Regions from separate parts of the Mus musculus genome. Here region 1 is linked to region 2. Evidence: chromatin contacts called from public Hi-C data. All regions are on one chromosome and are shown on one strand. The core of a region is the stretch at or near the end of the contact, and the rest is flanking DNA. Distances in the headings are between cores, read along the strand shown. Region 1 holds the start of Hand2os1 (Hand2, opposite strand 1). Region 2 has its middle 200 kb from the start of Gm33501.

Evidence for each region. Hi-C and Micro-C count contacts between places; a contact is called where the count stands out from the background.
Region 1: a Hi-C map of uterus shows a contact between it and region 2, with 2.4 times the contacts expected there. The contact joins the promoter of Hand2os1 here to the enhancer-like site in region 2. A contact is called at or near these places in 1 of 39 promoter capture datasets (stem cell-derived epiblast-like cells), 3 of 484 Hi-C or Micro-C datasets (uterus and ventricular fibroblasts) and 2 of 115 datasets of contacts at active chromatin or transcription factors (embryonic limb bud and heart atrium).

What each region holds. Positions count from the first base shown.
Region 1 is chr8:57,319,051-57,322,361 of GRCm38.p6, forward strand. Hand2os1 (Hand2, opposite strand 1) reads right to left here and starts at 1,809. Exons shown (of 6, transcript NR_154048.1): 1 at 1,639-1,809; 2 at 1,134-1,238. Hand2 (heart and neural crest derivatives expressed 2) reads left to right here and starts at 1,933. Exons shown (of 2, transcript NM_010402.4): 1 at 1,933-3,311. The coding sequence starts at 2,857.
Region 2 is chr8:57,085,564-57,088,802 of GRCm38.p6, forward strand. No RefSeq gene overlaps it. Among named protein-coding and RNA genes, the nearest start is that of Gm33501, 200 kb to the left of the region's middle. Within about 2 kb of position 1,463, at least 5 of the 459 cell types and tissues checked have an H3K27ac peak or open chromatin away from gene starts, as enhancers often do.

The DNA.
Region 1 (3,311 bases), core at 559-3,058, 230 kb after region 2:
TGTTCCCGAGGCCTAAATGTTTTTATAAACAAGTTTTTTTTTAATGTATCAAATGTCAGAGGCTTTAACTACCAATATTTACTGATTCAGGGTACCCCTCCTGCTGAAAATGTAAACAGAATTCTCCACCACATTACCTCTACTTCTTTAAAACCACTCTCCTTGTACCCCAAGCTGCAGACCCACCGAAGCTGGAAAGCAGAGCCCTATGTAGGTCACTTTGTTCTGCCATCAAACTCAAGCCTCTGAGCTAACCAGCAAGACTAGGTCCAGCTACTCCCCATCCTGAATTTGCTCTGTCTTAGTTGACCCTCTGCTGGGGGCTGGCCTGGAAAACTGACCCCTTGCAAACAGAAGAAAGGCCACAACCTTTAAGTTCTCCCCCTCTCCCACCACCCAGCTCTAAAGTCTTTTTTTTTCCTCCGTGAGATTACCACAGGGCAGTTAGGTCTCAGCTCGGGTACCCTGGGAGCAAGAAGATGGGCTCTCCGATTCCTTCTGATGTGGCCTTCCAGACAGAATAACAGCCAGACAGACTCTAGGGACATGGGAAGGACTGTCCATGCAGGATTCTTAACTTGGGGTTCTCTTTAATGTCTGGGACCAGAGTGCTTCTGCCTCCAAAAAGCGATGCCAACGGTGGGAGTCACTTGTGTCCCCTCTGCTTGCCTCCTCAGGTCCAAGGCCAGCTATCGGTGTGATCAAATTTACAGCCTAAGGGCTTCTGTTGACACCCTATTACACAGGGACCTTCTTCGTGTGAGTGAAAAGAAGAGATCCTCATACAGGCCAGCCGGAGGGTGGTTTTGCCTCCTTCCACTGACCGCCCCTATCCCGCGCTGCTGGGGAATCTCCTAGGTGCCCCGAGGCCCGCTAACTTACAAGTGGAGATCCATTTTCCGTTCTAATGCGTTCAAGATCGCCAAGGCAAGCAGTCTAAACATCCACGAGCCTTCCTCCCTGCCTGTCTCTTAAACGTCCGTTTAATGGCTCCCCTCCGATAACTAAACCTGCTTTCCACAGATGCCCGCTTTTATGAGGGAGGCAGGAATGCAGAGATATATTTATATGTTTGTTCATAAAAACTAGAAAATAAGCTCCGAACACGCTGTAAAAACTATTCAGTTACTTACCAAACAGGCTAGTTAAGCAGGAGGAACACGGATATTCGCCACACCACAGATTCGAGAAATCGAGGTGCCCCACTTTGAAAATCTTCGCAATCTCTGTTAGGGTTGCTGCAAATGAGTGTGGGCACAAACTGAAGGTCTCATCCGCGTTCTCTGCAAGTTGTCATCCTAACTTGGGTCATCCACTTCAGTGCCTAAGCAAACAGGCCACTGCAACTTTGCCAAAGTGTGCCGGGTCAGAGGAGCGCTGGCGCTCTAGCCTGGTCAAAGAGACTCGGCTCACTCCCAATCGCACCTTAATGGGATTCCATACCGCCACCTCCAGACTCTTGTCGCCACCACCACCCACCCCAAATCCCCTCCCCAGCCCAGCACAAAACTATAGGAGACTGTCGGCTCAGTTTTCTGCCTCGGTTACCTACAAAACACTTGAAAAGGCATAATCTGCGTTCCTTTCTCTATTCACCCCACCCCTGTAATCAGAAAAGAAAGCGAAATAATACTGTACCTGGTTTAAGATTCTTCAGTATTGGGGGGAAATATTTTAATAGCGAAGCATCTGTTAAACACTTGCATTAACCTATGGCTGATAAAAGGGTTTTTTTTTTACCCTGCCCCCCCCCGTTTTAATTATCTTATGGTTATGAGTGGACAACCAATCCTAGAAGAGGACCTCGGCAATTAGCAACGTGAACATCAAAAAGTTTTATTGCGGAGAGCGCGAGGCGCCGCCCCCGCCGCCCCGGGATTGGCGTGAGGAGCCTCTGACGACATATATTAACCCGAGCGGCCCTAAAGATGTAGCTGTACATGGAGATCTTGCTGGGAAAATCGGCTTGCTCCCCTCACCGCGTCCAGCCCAAGAGAACCGCCGCCGCTGCCACCCAGGAGCTTCCGCGGCCACTGTCTGAGCACACCCCTCCGAGAGTCCATTCGCCGCTTCCCAGCTCCGAGGTGCCTTCAAGGGCCCAAGATTCTTGTCCGGAGAGGAGAGGATCTTAGAAAATGGATGCGCTGAGACCTCTCTGCAAAGCCTCCGAGAGAGCCTGAGGAGCGAGGACGGACACGTTCCTTACAGCTTTAAAAACAAATCACACTCAAGGACCAAAACAACAACCAAATAATTTTTATTAAAACAATAAGCGCCCAAGAACCCAGATCGAGCTGGTGGGGGAGGGGAAGGGGCAGGAAGGGGGAGGGTCGCACCGAGGTAGCTCCACGCTAAGCTGCGACCCCGCCGCCTCCCGGCACAGCCGGGCCGGCTCCTGCAGCCCCAGCTTGGACTCGCCCCGGATTCCAGGTCATCTTCGGAGTCAGGAGTCCCGTGGCCGGCGTCTGCGGGACTGCCTCGCGGGAGCCGGCCGGCACTTTTGCATGAGCACCGGAGCGCTCTGCCTGGTCGCTGCAGCGGGGAACGCGGGAGCCGGCGCGCGGGCTGTAGAGCTGGGCGGGCGGCGGCGGCCAGCAAGGGCGCACCGTGCCGGGACCAGCTCGCCGCGCCCCATGGGGAGCCGGCGGCCGCGGCACAGCTGAGGCGGGCCCGGCGGGCCAGGCGCGGGCCCCGGGCTGCAGCGGCCCCCTCTGCGGCTGCAGGGCCGGCCCGGGAGCCCGGGGGTTGGGGGGTGGGGGGTGGGGAAGGCCGCCGATCGCCGAGGTCGGAGCCCGATCGGAGGGCGCGGCGGGGCTGCGCGCACGCTGGGGCGCGTGGAGGGCCACGGAAGGCGAGATGAGTCTGGTGGGGGGCTTTCCCCACCACCCCGTGGTGCACCATGAGGGCTACCCATTCGCCGCAGCCGCCGCCGCCGCTGCCGCCGCCGCCGCCAGCCGCTGCAGCCACGAGGAGAACCCCTACTTCCACGGCTGGCTTATTGGCCACCCGGAGATGTCGCCCCCCGACTACAGTATGGCCCTGTCCTACAGCCCCGAGTACGCCAGCGGTGCCGCGGGCCTGGACCACTCCCATTATGGGGGAGTGCCGCCCGGCGCCGGGCCTCCCGGCCTGGGGGGGCCGCGCCCGGTGAAGCGCCGGGGCACCGCCAACCGCAAGGAGCGGCGCAGGACTCAGAGCATCAACAGCGCCTTCGCCGAGCTGCGCGAGTGCATCCCCAACGTGCCCGCCGACACCAAACTCTCCAAGATCAAGACACTGCGCCTGGCCACCAGCTACATCGCCTACCTCAT
Region 2 (3,239 bases), core at 213-2,712:
TTCATTCATTACCCAGAGATAATCCCCTAAAGACCACCTTCCCAATCCCTCTCCTTCTCTGGGACTTATATCGTCAATTATCTGCAAATGACTATCAGCAGCAGCCCCCCGCCCACCCGTGCTTACTCCTTAGCTCTTCAGCCAACCTCCACACATGCAGTTCTCTTCATCTTTCCTCATACATCAAAACCTCCAGCTGCTTAATCATTTTAGCTCCTCTAATAAGCAGAGAATTGGAGGGGGGATTATGGTTTCCTTCTCAAGTTTTTCTCATGTCAGCTGCATCCCTTCTTCTCAGCCTTATGCCAGATCTCTGTATGCCAATAGCCATTCATCAGCAGAAATGAGGTTTTCCTGGAATGCTGTGCTCTATGGCGAAAAGGGGGTGGGGGAAAGCCCTCTACCCATAAGTTATTTCAACGGTGAATTAATATTTATACAAACTATAGTAAAGAGGAAAAATTCCGGAAGAAACTTGGAACAAGCCTACAATTTTAACCCACTGAGAAACTTTTGAACTTAAGTACAAATTACAGAATAGTGTTTCTCTTAAATGTGAGCTAGCAAAAGAGTCAATTGCCCTTTGGGAAAGAAAGCATTAAGGGAAACAATGAGAAGAGACCCTCTTCTTTAAGCACTCTTTGCATAATTGGCAGTTACCTTGGTCTCTAAAGAGACTCATTGACTTCTTTTCTTAGCACCAGGTGGACCTACCCTCCTCTGCCCAACAGAACCTTCTCTTTTGCCCAGTTTCTTCCCCAAACTCACCCACTATCAAGATCAAGCATCAGCCCCATCCTCTTCAGGAAAGCTGCCTTAAACACTAAACCTCATGATGTTTAAATATGTATGTCATCAAAATATGTTGTCTCATTACTCATTTTTTACTGTTTAATGACCTTTACCTCAGTGTGGATTTATCATATATATTCATTATATCCCTAAAGAATTAGTCCATTGTTCTTTGTTTTGGTTTGTTTAGCAAAATAGTTGTTTGAGATATTCCTTTTTTTCTAGTTGCAGTGGGAACCCATGAGAAAGCTCACAAAATTTGAAAAATGTTAAGCATTCATAAAACATTACATTTATTGGTATATAAAAATAGGCACACAATTATTAACATGCAAAAACTTCTTTCCTGCACTTTAGTTTCTACTCCTGGAGTAAAATAAGATTTAGAAATGCCATTATATCTGTATTTCACATGGAACTTTATTTCCATGTTTTCTAGAATTCCATCCATACCTTTTACCGCCTATAAAAACTCTTGCTATTTTTTATTTTCACTAATAATAGTCTACTTCTCTTCATTCTTTTAATCTCTCTCCCTGAAGAGTTAATGATATGAAGGCAGATATTCCAGTTGTTGTAATCCCAATTGTTTTAGAGCCTAGTAGTCAGAGATCAGCACCATTAGTCATAGTACAAGTGAAATGGTCACAGACTGTTCCCATCAACAAAGCCCTGCTCCTTGGCATTTCCTGTAAAGCTCTGTGTGTCTTGCATTTCTCTTTTCTTCTTTAGCTATTGAACAAGTAGCCCGGATTTAAAGGGGCCTCTGTAAATGTGTGCCACATAGCTGAATCACAGGCCCAAATTTACCAACAACAGCCACAGTTTTACTTTCGAATTTGTTGTCCTTCTCCTACCATTTCCAGATTCCTAAAAGCTCTGTTGTGTTTCTTGCAGTGGCCCCTCACTGAGGAAGACACTGTGCATCTTGATGACACCTCAGACTCTAAGGATATCCTAAATGAAGCCAATCTCTGAAATCTCCTGCATGTGTAAATAGAAAACACTCCCCCCAAATCACTCAGGTAAACCTCATAAACAGTAATTGGGGGCCTCCAGATACCACTGAGCTCCTACAGGCTGGAAATGGATTCTTGCTTTTAGAATGTTTTCACTATACAACTAACAGCACCATAGAGATACTTTGATTTCTATACTCATGTGACAAGTTAATAGGCATCTGAAAATTATGTGTAGGCACTCCAAACAGAACTTCACCCATCTTCTTTCCATTCTTACTCAATTCTGGTAGCCTATCTGTACTCCTTTGCTGAGTCCATTTGAAGAATAACAATAGAAAAACAAGCTATTCTTTGAAATGAGATTCAGTTGAAATCCATATTTCTTTTACCCAATTTTGGACAAATTATTGTTGAATTTGTTTCTTTCCTTGTGTAGCTAGAACACTACTGACCTCAATTATATAGTGATTAGCTGAAAAGGCTATAGAGTCAGGCTGTCTGAGTTGAGTTCTCACCACTGACTTTCCTTGAGTCAATTACAACTTTATCTCTGTGTGTTTGTCATTTAAAGTACCTTAGTGACAGTGAAGCTCATGTGAGTTGAATGAGATAATCTGTGTACAGAGACTGGGCAACTGATGCATAAGATATTTACTGGTCTGTATGATCTATAAATATGTATTTCATTTCATTCTTAAGACACAATCAGACACATGGAAATGAATAACCAAGTAACTGCCAATGCTGAAATCAGTGAGAATCTGAATAAACAAATTTTACATTATCTCTGCCACAAATGTCTGGCTTCAGATAGTGCTTTAACTAATAAAATCACTATGCAGAAAAGCATTTGTTTAGGAAATAGTGTTGGGAACCATCTCTTCAATAGAAGTATGTGTTTTTCAGTTGTGAATAAAAAAACCACTACAAATTTCCAGAAAGCAGGCTATTATCGTGTGTTACTAATTAGTTTTTGATTTATTATCTAAACCTTTAGGTACATTTCAAAATGTACATTAATTAATTAATTAATTAATTAATTACCTTCCAGTCATTTTGTTTGTTTTCTGTTTTGTGTATTAAGATGGTGTCTTACTATGTAACCCCAACTTAGCTTCAAACTCTCAGAAATCCTTGTGCCCTGAACCCTTAAATTCTGAGACTATTAGAATGTACAAATAAACCCAGCTTGTAGTGTTTTTTAAGTAATCACTAAAAACTTTTAATTTTTTTAAATGTAATAGCACCAATTCTAATATATAGTATAACTGGAGGAGACATTGAAACTGCTACTAAAAGCTAACAAAGAAGTATGCTCACTCTAAATCACCAAACCAAGAGTGTGAATACAGTGAACCATGCTTTTCTTTGCTTATGTAGATTCTGTATTTCAGGGAAAGCTGGACCAGCTCTTCACGTTACTTTCCTCACCTTAGAACTAGAAGCACTAGAAAATGTATTTGAAAGACAGTAGGTTTCTAGGAA